Regions from separate parts of the Danio rerio genome. Here region 1 is linked to region 2. Evidence: chromatin contacts called from public Hi-C data. All regions are on one chromosome and are shown on one strand. The core of a region is the stretch at or near the end of the contact, and the rest is flanking DNA. Distances in the headings are between cores, read along the strand shown. Region 1 holds the start of nog1 (noggin 1). Region 2 overlaps LOC101883776.

Region 1 (6,641 bases), core at 1,466-3,965, 73 kb after region 2:
TATTATTTTAAATTATTTCGTTTTATTTTTTATACATTATTACATTACATTATTACATTATTATCTTATTAAAATATTTTATTTTATTATTATTTCATTTATTTTTTAAATACATTATTACATTACATAATTATTATCTTATTAAAATATTTTATTTTATTTCAAGTAAATGCATCAATGTTAACCAGTATATATAAGAGATAAGACAACTGCAATAAGACAATTGCATAAAAAGTATTGTGGTCGGACTGATTATAAAATCCATTAATTTTATTAGTACTATAACATGCAAAAAATACGCTTACATTAACCAAACTGAATCTATCTTCAATTCACACACATAAACCTCACATTTAGGCCTAAATATAGTTTGATTACTGTGATCTGCATTATTATGTGATGTAATAAAAAGGCTCCACACGGGCCACTGTGAGCATCAGCATTGGTTGCCTTGGTTACGGGGGCCCTTAAGCCAGGTGAGAGCATGTCATGGTAAATTAGGAGACCCTCTTTGAAGTTTCTTTCATGAGAAGAAACAAAGGCAGAGGAAACAAAAAAAGCTCAAACCATTCGTTGTGTTTGATATTTTATTATCTGAATATAAAGAATAAATAACAGTTCATCTTAATTTACAGGATAAATCGTCTCCGGCCGTCACAGCATGTGAGACTTTAAAAAAAAATTAAAAATCCACAATAAATTTTGAGGTCGTCGAATCTGTGTGGGAAAAAAAACCTTATAGACATCTCAGACAGCTCCATTCTCTGCAATATAAATACAACCCAATATTTTCCACAATTACAGTAGACTCTGGATATTACTACACATAATACTGGCTAGATCATTACATGATGGCACGACATATACAGACAATACATTCCTACACATGATAGTGCATACACAAACGAAAGGGAACACTTGCATGACAGATATTAATATAAAACACAACGCTGAGTCATCAGTTATCAAATCTGAATGTGTGAGCTATTGATCTGCACAGCATTGTGTTTAGATGAACATTGCCTTATTATTTACTCTCCCTCATGTGGTCTTATGTTGAACACCAAAAGAAGATATTTTGAAGAATGCTGCTGGCACTTCGATAAAAAAAAAATAGTATGGAAGTCAATAGGAGCCGATCACCAGCATTCTTCGAATTATCTTCTTTTGGGTTTAACAGATAAAACTCCAACGGGTTTTTAGCAAGTAAACAATGACAGAATTTAAATATGTCTGAAAATAATGTTTAAATGATCTAAAATTAATATAAAGTGTTTCCAAAACACAAAATAAAAGCTTTTCTTAACAAATCCAGAGATTTGTATAAATAATGTTCTCTTTTTTTATAAAGTTCTTCCAGAAATGTGAATTTTAAATATGAGATATATTTTGTACAGTCGTGTCTCCATAATTTAAGTCCAGCAACATGCATTAATGTGCTTCACATCAGAGTCCAGAACCATATCAGGAGCTCTATTATGGGTTTTCTGAATGAGCGGCCAGTTCACCCATTTACTTCCATTGTAAAAAATAAATACTATGGAAGTGAATGGGTGCCAGCTATCAACATTTCTCAAATTATCTTCTTTTGTGCTCAACAGAAGAAACTCAAACCTGTTTAAAACAACAAAATTAAAATCTTTAATCTCTTTAAATGACTTAAAGTTAATATAAAGTGTTTCCAAAACACAAAATAAAAGTGTTCATAACTTAAATCCAGAGATTTGTTTTATAAAAGATGTTCATGTCTGAATTCTCTTCTTTAGAAAGTTCTTCCAGCAATGTGGATTTTACAAATATGAGATACATTTTGTACAGTCATGTCTCCATAATTTAAGTCCAGCGATATGCATTAATACGCTTCACATCAGAGTCCAGAAACGCATCAGGAGTTCAATATTATAATGTTTTTTATTTCTGCTGGTCAGTTCGCGCATGAGCATTTGCACTCTGTGATGATGGGATACTGCACCGGTATCCACGCGCACTTGAGTGCGCCTCTCCTCGCCACGCATCTCCAGCGCAGCAGCGTGATGTGTGTTGATTTGGCCGGTTTGCACACCATGCCCTCCGGCACCGAGCATGAGCGCTTGGTGTAGCAGCTCCCCGCGCGCACGAACCGCGGCCAAAAGCGCGAGCCCAGGTCATTCCAGGCGTACAGCACCGGGCAGAACGAGTAGGACCACAGCCACATCTGCAGCCGCCGCTTCAGCTTCTTGCTGGCTTTGCGCTTTTTGCCCCACGGCGCGTCAAAGTCCAGGTTCTTGATGTCTTTGGGCATCATCCCGGCGAGGTTCAGCTGGAGCTCCTGCTCGTCCAGGTCCTCGTTCCCCGCGTAGCGGTCCTGAGGAGGACCGACCGACAGAAAGCGGCTGTCAAAGTCCCCGAGCGCGCTCCTCAGCTCGGTCTCGTTTAGATCCTTCTCCCGCGGATCGTAGAGCGGGTCCGGGTCCTCCTTCAGCTCCAGCAGGGGTAAAGTGTCACTCGGGATGGGTCTGAGCAGGTAATAGTGCTGGCACTGTGCGAAGGAGAGCAGCAGCAAGTACGCGGACAGCAAACACCGCGGGAAATCCATCCTTTTGAAATCTTCATCCAAAAGCGAGATCGGAGATTAAACGCGGGATTTATCCGTGCGTAATTCCGTGCATATCTGATGTCGAGGTGTGGTAAATGCGTGGGAATCGTGAGAAAGCATCACGATTGAAGGAGCCCCGCGTCTGAGTGTTTTTTGGGAATGCCTGACTCTCACGCGCGCGCCTCTGATTTATACACGCGCGCCCCTGTGATGCAATACACTTCTCTCGCTTTTTCTTTTTTCTCAATGTGAGTTTGTTTGCAGGAGATTCCCCGACACTTCCTTTCAGACTCAGATGAGCAGGAGGAGGAGGCGTGGCTGCAGGCGCTCGGCGTTTGACGCCCCCTGTCGGACAGTTTTCTAACTGATGTCCAGAGGCGATGTTTTTTTGTGGTGTCTTTAAATTTTCACAACTTAAATCCAGAGATGTGTGTTTAATAAAAGTTTATGAAAAAAAGTGTCAGAAATCACTTTTTTATTAAAATCTTGAGAAATGTGAGTTTAAAAAAAAAATTGACACCAACTTTAGGTTTGTATAGCACCTTCCCAAATAGGGTTACATTACCCAATGCACTGGGTTAAATCATTTATCCCAATGCATTGGGTCATTTTGATTAAATGTTATTTTCTCCATTCTGGGATTACTATTACTATTCCTACTATGAATTCCTAATTATGGCATTAAATAAATGAATGTCTCCGCTGGGTCCTAAAGGTTAGAATCCGGGAGCGCAGAGATGAACACGGGAGGTGGAGAAAGGGATTTAGTATTGATCGGCTTTAAAGCTCTCAGTATCAATAATTAAAAACACGACATGGAGAGGTCATTTAATAAAAGATATAACAATATCATTGTATTAAAGCCTTAATAAACTTTAGAAAGCAAAAACAACATTATAAATGCATATTATTACAGCTGTTCTGTGTCAGTCAAATCAGTTGACTGTTGAAACCCAAAACTGTAACCCAACTGGTTGAGTTGTTATATAAATAACCTAATAAAGGTTAAAAATAACCCAACAAAGCACCAACCAATTTGTTTAACTCAACAATTGGGTTAAACAAATAACTCAAGGTTTTTTAGAGTGTACAGTCATGTCTCCGTAAGTCCAGTGATATGCATTAATAAGCAATGGGTGCCAATGGGAGTCAATGGGTGCCAGCTACATTGTAAAAGACGCAGGGTTTATGCTGGAAACACATTTTTGGGTTAATTGTGCAGGGTCAAAACTGCTAAGTTGTCTCGGGTATAGGGCTGTGCAATTAATCGGAAAACCGATTTCGATTTAAATTTTGGCTTCTAACAATTATGAAAAACCATTAATCGGTATAAGCGATTATTGCATCATATACTGGCCCCTTCTGTTGCTCTTAAAAGCGCAAAAGACCGCATGATTCTGAGTGTGTGTGCGGCACACACACACAGTCAGAAGCATGTGGTTAGCATTCCGTCTTATTCGCACACTGAGCTGTGCCGAGCGCACACACCTTAAGTCATCTTAATGTGAGCGTTTAATGGTCAAATAGGTGTCAAAACGTGGAGTTTAGTAATTATTCATATTAACCCTCATTTGAGTAATAAACAAAGAGTTGAAAATCAAAAGACACGTGAAAGAGAAACCATTAAAGTGACCGTGCGCAATATCCCTGATGCCACCTGTTTTTATGATTATTAATCAAACAAAAGGAGAAGCTAAACTGTTTGGCTTAAAAGTGTTTTTCTTACAGTGAAGATGCTTAAAGCTCAGTTTATTTCATATTTTTATACTATTGTATTTATTTCGCATTCCTTTGCAGGGTGGAAAAGAAATATATATATAAATATATATATATAGTTGCAGATGCAGACAATCAAAAAATATATAAGGGGGCTAATATTATTGACCTTAAAATGGGTTTCAAAATATTTAAACCTGCTTTTATTCTAGCCAAAATAAAACAAATAAGCCTTTCTCCAGAAGAAAAAAAATATTAAAGGAAATACTGTTAAAATTAAAAAAAAAAAAAAATCTCAGGAGCGTTAATATTTTGACTTAAAAATAATAATCGTTTTGAATAATCGTGATTACAATTATGACCAAAATTATCGTGATTATGATTTTTCCCAAAATCGAGCAGCCCTACTCGGGTACTGGTTGCCCAAGCTTAGTCAACCCAACTGAAAGGACAGTAAAGGCTTCTCTCACCTTTGAACATCTGGGTTTGGTTATTTTGACCCAACTTCTTTATTAATTGTTCATTTTTCTATCTGGATTCATCACAATTTCAGATGGAGCTTGCGGCAAGCATTACAAGGTAAATAAAATGACATATACAGTGGTCTCTCACTATAAGGTTCACCTTTTGGGCCACACAGTTTAGCAGATTTTATTTACTGCAGTTTGACTTGGTTTTGTTTTTTGTTTTGCTTTGTTTTTTACAGTGCATTGAGTTCTGCGTCCTGATTGGCTGTAGACCACTGTCAATCAATCTATTCCATGTCTCCTAATCAGTACACAATGCATTCAGCTTGCTAAATTAACATAAATCTTTATTCGCTAGCAATGTAACTTTCAACAAGGATGCAAAAAGGGTTGTAACGCCCCATTCACATGGGGCGTCAGCGTCAACGCTTCCTATTCACATTGAATGGGTGATGTCAGGTGTTGCCGAACTGCATTGTGGATCCGTCGGCACCGCTTCAGAGACGTTGCTCGCTGCAGAAGTTGGGACTAGCTTAACTTATCAAGCGCCGATGGAAGTGTCAACCAATCAGATCGCTGTATGCAAATACACCAGCTAGACAGTGGCCTATTGCTGACTGAATTTCATTGGCTGACGCTGTTATGACGATCGCTTCAGCCCCAACTTCAGACACACCTTCAGTCAAGCGTTGACGCTGAAGCCCCATGTAAATGGTGCGTATCTGTCCTCAGCAAGACCATTGTAAAGGAGACTATCGTTATTTGCATTTTCCAAACCGTCACAACGTTTTCTGGTATAGGGGTGTGTTAATATGTTCTACAATGCTGCACTGAACTCAACAACAAGTTCAATGTATCCAGTTTAATTTGCAACCGTGTTTCCTTCAATCAATCTGTCCATCATTCCTCCCATCCTCATGATATGAGTTCAGACATCTGAACATCTCTGAATAAACCCAGTATACAGTAGATGAGCCCACATTATCTCTGTCTGCTTGGCACTTGGAGAAGCACAAACACACAAGTGTGCTGCTGAGGCTGTGGGGAATAAAGCCATAAAACACTCCGTCTAGAGTCATCCAAAATGAACATCTCCCACCAAGCCGGCGCGGCGGAATGCAGCTCGAGACTGACAAACACAGAGGAGCTGCATGGAAGAAGTGAGCTGTGCATAAAGCAGACGCGCAGAGAAATACATCTCTGTTTCTGTGTGAATGAGCTAATTCACACTTCTGCTGGAGAGACGGAGAGAGCGAGAGAGAGACACAGAGAGAGAGAGAGAGAGAGAGAGCTGAATCAGACAGCAGAAGCAGACACTATTGTCAGCACTCACAAAACACTGAACACACCTGTGCACTGCACCCTGCTTCATTAGAAAACACTTAATAATAACTATTCAGACTCACAAGACCTGTAATTAATTTATTACAATCAACAACTCAATCAATAATTCATAACAATAATAAAAATGAACAATTAATCCATCCGTCTATCCATCCATCTGTCTGTCCACCTATATCCATCCTTCTGTCTATCGATATTTCTATCCGTCTGTTCATTTATCCATCCATCCATTCATTCATCCATCCATGCAACTGTCTGTCAATCCAGCTATCCTTCTGTCTATTGATATCCAACCGTCCTTCTGTCCATCTATATATTTCCATGGGTCTGTTCATCCATCTATCCATCTATCTGTCTGTCTGTCTGTCTGTCTGTCTGTCCGTCCGTCCGTCCGTCCGTCCGTCCGTCCGTCCGTCCGTCCGTCCGTCCGTCCGTCCGTCTGTCTGTCAATCCTGCTAACTATCTGTTTGTCCATTCATCCTTCTCTTCATCTTTTCTATTTATCCATCCATCCATCTAGCTGGTTTATCCATCCATCA
Region 2 (7,328 bases), core at 50-2,549:
GAAATGCTTCTAAATCATCACATTTACACACATCTCAATTTTGTGTGGTGCGGCATTATTTAGTCGACTGATTTTGTGTGATTTTGTCTTTCTGATGTTTTTCCTGCTGTCAATGGAGCATTCCGGCGAAATGAAAAAGAAAGCTGATCCTGATTGGTCCTCGTGCATGCATTAAAAATCCTGATTGGTTTTTTTTAAATAAAAAGTCTTAAAATTTAAACAACTTATAAAGAACCGTCATATAATGTAAAGAAGTTGTCATTTGATAAGAATATGTCAATAACTCAATTTTGACAAAAATGTCAGATAGAACCTTATAATTCTAAGGTGACGATTACTCGACTGATTGTAAAAATAAATAAATAAAAAATAATAATAATACTCATTTATTTAAATCACTTAACATTATAAAAAATTTGGAATAAAATATTAAAGCAAAAAAAAAAATTAATTACCTGAAAGCTAATGCTGTTACTCGACTGATAAATGATAATATTAATAATAATTATTATTATATTTATTTATTTATTTATTTAAATTACTTCAAGTTGTTAAATAACTTTTTCTTTTACATTATTATATATAAAAAAATGGAATACAATATTAAAGCTAAAAAATACCTTAAAGCTGTTGGTGTTACTCGACTGATTGTAAAAAAATAAAATAAAATAATAATAATAAAATTATTTATTTATTTAAATGACTTAACACTGTTAAATTACATTTTTGACCTCATTATAAAATAGAAAAAGAAGCTTTGAATAAAACATTAAAAAAAGCTTAAAGTTGCTGTTACTAAACTGATAATTGTTATAATCAGATAATTCAAGTGTTATAATCAGATAATATATCAGATAATTTTGATAATTGTTACTAAACTGTAATTTTTTCAAATTAAATAATAATACTAATTTAACTTAACATTGTTAAAATACATTTTTACCTCATCATAAAATAAAATAAAAGTTTTGAATAAAATATTAAATAAAAAAATACCTTAAAGCTGTTGTTGTTTGACTGATTTATAATAATAATAATAATAATAATAATAATAATTTACCAATTTGAATGACTTAACATTGTTAAATAACATTTTTACCTCATTATAAAATGAAAAAAAATATATATTTTGAATAAAATATTAAACCAAAAAATACCTTAAATCTGTTGGTGTTGAGGTGCATGTGTGTCAGATGTCAGCAGATGGCGCCGGCGCTCTGACTGAAGAGCTCTAGTGTTCACTCAACAGTGTGCAGACGCTCTGCTGATAGAGGAATGTGTGTGTCTGTCTCCGCGTCTCTGTGGATTTGCCCCTCTTAACCTGCATGTGACATCTGACCCGCAGACGCCAGAAAGACTCGCTGACGTTCAGCCACACTGCATCATGGGAAGACACGCTTTACCTGACTCCATATCAGCTGCAATGATAACAAATGCAGAGAACTGCTCAAATCTCCTGATGGACACCAGAGATCTCCAATATATCATCTCCTGCTTCTGAAATCACACACTATACAGCGAGTGAGAAACAGTATAGGACAGAAGTAGTGTGCGTGTGTGTGTGAATTGAATAAGAAAGTAAAAAGTATCATAATAACACATGGCATCATATAAAGAGAATGTGCTGTCTCACAATAGTTCACTAATCCAAGTACCTTTTCTAGAGAGCATGTGATTTCAGACAAAATCCAACTGTGAGTTTTCCAAACTGTGCTCAGATTTGCAATCCGAAAAGATCTTGATATGAACTCAAACAGGGCTCATCAAATGATCTGAACTGCTCCATATTCAATATCATATTCAATAAATATGCTAATTAAAATGTTTATAACAAAAATATTGAGTGTTTAGCAAAGATATTACCTCAACAAATGCATTATATTAAGTCAGAGTTGAATCTGAAACGGTATGAGCAGAAACATCCAGAACCACGCAGGAAACTGGAGCAATTCAAGAGTTCACACTTAGCTGATGATTGAATATAAGCTACTTTGGCATGCTGTCCCGGGAGAGAGCCCTGAGCTCATAAGATCCTCGAGCACGGGGCTCCCTCTCGTTGCAAGGCGAGAGGGGAGATCTCGAGAACTCCCCTGCTCTAGTGATTGCTCTTAAGAGATAACTACTTAGTAGGAGCATGTCTATAGTGCCGATTTGGGTTAGTCAATTAGCTTAAGTTGCATGTTTTCGGATGGTGGGAGGAAACCAGGGAACCCCACATGAGCACGTGGAGAGCGTGCAAACTCCGCACAGAAATGTCTGCTGATTTGGTAAAGCCTGGAACCAGAGACATTCTTGCTGTGAGGCAACAGTGCTAAGCACTGGGCCACCGTATCACCCACCTAGGGAGAAGGAGGAGTAGGGGTGGAAGGGGGGATTCTTCAAAATGAAGATAGCGGTGGTACTTAACCCGGGGTATTTGTAGTAGCTTAGGAATCGTCTGATTGGTGCATTAGGAACTGGATAATGAGGATCCAGCTGCTAGCAATCACAAGCACGTGATCCTCTCGAAATTAGTTTATAAATAATCTTCACTAAAGGTGAAGTTTAACCAAAAGTGTTGCTTTAAAGTCTGCCCCTATCTCCGCCCGCTACCAGAAAATAAGTCTTTAAGGCCCCGCCCCTATCTCCGCCCGCTACCAGAAAATAAGTCTTTAAGGCCCCGCCCCTATCTCCGCCCGCTACCAGAAAATAAGTCTTTAAGGCCTGCCCCTTACTCCACCCACTACCAGAAAATAAGTCTTTAAGGCCCGCCCCTAACTCCACCCACTACCAGAAAATAAGTCTTTAAGGTCCGCCCCTAATGTTAAATGAATAGCAGTAAATTTTACTCATCATTTACTCAGCATCAAGTGGTTCCAAACTCTTAAGATTTTCATTCTTCTGTTTCTTTCTACACAAAAGAAGATATTTTTGAAAAATGTTGGAAATCAGCAACGAATATTTGTTTTTCCTACTATGGAACTCAATGGTTTTCAGCTTCCTTCAAGACATCTAATTTGTCAGACAAAAGATCCTCAAAAAGGTTTGAAACCACTCAAGGGCGAGTAAATAGTGAGTAAAATTGTAATTTTTGGGTGAACTAACCCTTACAGGTCTTTGGGTGCAAACAGAAAAGCGGGTATTAAAAACCACAGCTAACAAATTTAACCTGACGGCTCCTGAACTTTTTTGACATTTTTTAGCTTTTAAGTTAATCAGCTTCTAACTTCCTCTAACACGGTACGAGTCACGACCATACGAGCATCAAACATTTCCATGCAACTTCTCCCGAAAAAAAAAAAAACATGTACGAGCTCGTAGAACAACAAAAATTTGCTGAGATAGTCCATCCACCTCACAGGTGTGACATATCAAGATGCTGATTAGACTGCATGATTATTGCACATGTGTGCCTTAGGCCAGCCACTCTAAACTGTGCAGTGTAGGTTATGCAGCTGAATACAGTAAAGTGTCTGCATGGAAAAGATCTAAACTGAATCTTTGAACACAACTAATAAATTAACAAAAAAGTGAAGCTTTAAAAATAATTGTAATTTCTTTGTAAACATGATTTGAGATGCATACAGGATTAGTGGAAAAAAATAAGTTATTACAGTTAATTCATCAAGAATAAAAAAAAAACTTAGATCCATTGTAGTCTGTGATGAAGGACCACAGTTGGGCTAAAAAATAAACCCAAAATTGTCACATTTCAGCAAGCAACAATGGCAATACATTAAAACACCTCAGCAGGCACAGAACGTCAACATAACGTCAGATTAATGTTGTACCCCACGTCATGGGACGTTGCATTTAGGTGGAAATGAAAATTGGGTTGATGTCAGAACTCAACGTCAGATTGACGTCATTTTCCATCGTCGGACATAACTCGCATTTTGGTCACTTTCCAACGCAACCTAAAAACAACCAAATATCAACGTCTAATGAAGTTACAGCTTGTGTTTGTGTGGAGGTTACCACTATGACGTCTATTAGATGTTGGATTTTGGTTGCCATACCTGATGAATAAATGTCAATATTTGACGTCAATATGACGTTGGTTTAAGATGTTGGCTTGAGGTTGGGTTTTGGTCATTTTGCAATGCAACATAAAAACAACCAAAATATCAATATCTAATAATGTTACAGCTTGATGATGTGTGGACTTTACCACTATGACATCTATCAGATGTTGGATTTTGGTTGCCATACCTGTTGAATAAATGTCAGTATTTGATGTCAATATAATGTTGGTCTAAGATGCTGGATTTTGGTCACTTTCCAAAGCAAAAAAACAAAACAAAAAACAAAAAAACAACAACAACCAAATATTAATGCCTAATGATGTTACAGCTTAACGCTGTGTGGATGTTACGACTATGACGTCTATCAGATGTTGGATTTAAGTTGCCATATACCTGATGAACAAATGTCAGTATTTGATGTCAATATGACGTTGGTTTAAGATGTTGGCTCGACGTTGGATTTTGGTCATTTTCCAGGGCAACCTAAAAACAACCAAAGATCAACGCATGATGTTACAGCTTGATGATGTGTGGATGTTACCACTATGACATCTATCAGACATTGGATGTTGGTTGCCAAACCGGATGAATAAATGTCAGTATTTAACGCCAATATAATGTTGGTCTAAGTTGTTGGATTTTGATCACTTTCCAAAGCAACCAAAAAACAACCAAATATCAATGCCTAACGATGTTACAGCTTGACATTGTGTGGACGTTACCACTATGACGTCTATCAGACGTTGGATTTTGGTTGCCATATCTGATGAATCAATGTCAGTACTTGATATCAATATGCCGTTTTTTTTTTTAAGATGCTGAATCAATGTTGGATTTTGGTCATTTTTCAACGCAACCTAAAAACAACCAAATATCAACGTTTAATGATGTTACAATTTGACGTTGCATGGAGGTTACCACAATAGCATCCATCAGACGTTGGATTTTGGTTGCCATACCTGATGAACAAATGTCAGTATTTGACGTCAAGAAGACGTTGGCTTTTGGTAACTTTCCAACACGACTTAAAAATCAATCAAATATCAACGCCTAATGATGTTACAGCTTTACGTTGTGTGTACGTTACCAATATGACGTCTATCAGATGTTGGATTTTAGTTGCCATATATCTGATGAATAAATGTCAGTATTTGATGTCAATATGACGTTGGTTTAAGATGTTGGCTCGACGTTCGATTCTGGTCATTTTCCAGGGCAACCTAAAAACAACCAAATATAAACGCATGATGTTACAGCTTGATGTTGTGTGGACGTTTCCACTATGACTTCTATCAGACATTGGATATTGGTAGCCAAACCTGATGAATAAATGTCAGTAATTAATGTCAATATGACGTTGGCTTAAGATGTTGAATCAACGTTGGATTTTGGTCATTTTCCAACACAACCTAAAAACAACCAAATATCATCTAATGACATTACAAATTGACGTTGCATGGACGTTACCACTATAACCTCTATCAGACGTTGGATTTTGGTTGCCATACCTGATGAATAAATGTCAATATTTGACGTCAATATGACGTTGGTTTAAGATGTTGGCTCGATGTTGGATTTTGGTAATTTTCTAGGGCAACCTAAAAACAACCAAAGATCAACGCATGATGTTACAGCTTGACATTGTATGGACTATACCACTATGACATCTAGCACATATTGGATTTTGGTTGCCATACCTGATGAATAAATTTTAAGTACTTGATGTCAATATGACGCTGGTTTAAGATGTTGAATCAACGTTGGATTTTGGTCATTTTCCAACGCAACCTAAAAACAACCAAATATCAACATCTAATGATGTTACAGCTTTACGTTGTGTGTACGTTACCAATATGACATCTATCAGACGTTGGATTTTGGTTGCCATACCTGATGAACAAATGTCAGTATTTGACGTCGATATAATGTTGGCTCGATGTTGGATTTTGGTCGTGATTGAACATCAAAATAACGTACATTGAATTTTGGTCGCGACATCACGATCTAAATCAAACCTAAAATATACATCTTACGACGTTGTGTCTCTGCTGGGAATAAGTCACCTTGAAAACAACAAATAAGAAATTACATTCAATTGCTAAACATTTAGTTAAAGATAACCCAGTCAGGATGCTCCCTATGTAGGCGTCTCACTAGGGCTGGAAATGACCCACATGTGTGTTGTTTTGTTGAGCTCCTGAAATGCCACAGTGTGTGTTTTGCCGGACTGCTTGCATTTAGGACTCCTCTACGGCTTTAACGATCTTCTACATTTCAAAGGCTTGTTTAGAAATCTGATCTGCGCCGAGCTTCACACACACACAAGCTGTTTTTAAATCACTCCTTCACGTGGCAGTGTAAACAAACGTTAGTTTGGCCTGTGTTACACAGTTAACACACACACAGACCAGCCGCAGACACACACTGTCATCTGTCTTGCAACACAGACCATCCATCACAGCAGCGGAGTCGACATGTCTGACACACACACTCTCACTTTTCACACACACACTCACATGAACACACACACAAACACACACTGATTCGATGCGCTGGATGATGATGTCATGGCACGAGCTGTCTGGAGACAAATGCTAATACTTGAAACACTCTGAAACGTCCGGCAGTGTTTGACTGATTCCTCAAATCATGTGTGTGTGTGTGTGTTTAAGAAGATTTTGCAGAGAGATGCTATCAGCTCAATAGCTTTCTGACCATTACCAGTCTGCAAATGTAAACGGACAACTGTCAAAAGTAATGCGCCAGTGAAGTATGGAGTGCCTCAAGGATCCGTCTTAGGCCCCTTGCTATTCTCAATATACATGCTGCCCCTGGGAGAGGTTATTAGAAGGCACGGGATTAGCTTTCACTGCTATGCTGATGATAGTCTTCTATGCCGGTGACAGTCTTCTCTCTTTCGTTTTGCTATTTTAAAATCTGCGTAAGGAAGAGATACTCCGCCCTTATTGGTCAATGTCAACCATGTGACAGAAAACATCAAAAGAGAGAAAGAAAAATATACAGTTGGAGTCAGAATTATTAGCCCCCTTCAGATTTTTCCCCCAGTTTCTTTTTAACGGAGATTCAAGAGTTCACACTTAGCTGATGATTTACAAAGCTTATTTGGCATGCTGTCCCGGGAGAGAGCCCCGAGCTCAAGGGCTCCTCGAGCCCGGGGCTTCCTCCCGTTGGCAGAGCAAGAAGGGAGCCTGAGCTCGGTGGATCTCAGAACTCCCCTGCCGCTGTAGCTAAGGGAACGTAAGGAATTAGACAAGCTTGATTGTTAAGTATGTTGAATGTCTTTGGATGGTGGGAGGAAACCGG

Evidence for each region. A called contact is a pair of places that touch in the nucleus more often than the background predicts.
Region 1: a Hi-C map of an unstated tissue shows a contact between it and region 2, with 5 times the contacts expected there. The contact joins the promoter of nog1 here to the enhancer-like site in region 2. A contact is called at or near these places in 2 of 18 Hi-C or Micro-C datasets (embryo and an unstated tissue).

Annotation. Positions count from the first base shown.
Region 1 is chr3:7,852,047-7,858,687 of GRCz12tu, forward strand. nog1 (noggin 1) reads right to left here and starts at 2,716. Exons shown (of 1, transcript NM_130983.2): 1 at 574-2,716. The coding sequence starts at 2,575. The coding sequence ends at 1,925. All of the region lies in intron 1 of LOC101883776, which reads right to left.
Region 2 is chr3:7,780,787-7,788,114 of GRCz12tu, forward strand. LOC101883776 reads right to left here. Exons shown (of 5, transcript XM_073944112.1): 3 at 1,158-1,418. Among named protein-coding and RNA genes, the nearest start is that of cbx2, 59 kb to the left of the region's middle. Within about 2 kb of position 1,300, at least 12 of the 62 cell types and tissues checked have an H3K27ac peak or open chromatin away from gene starts, as enhancers often do.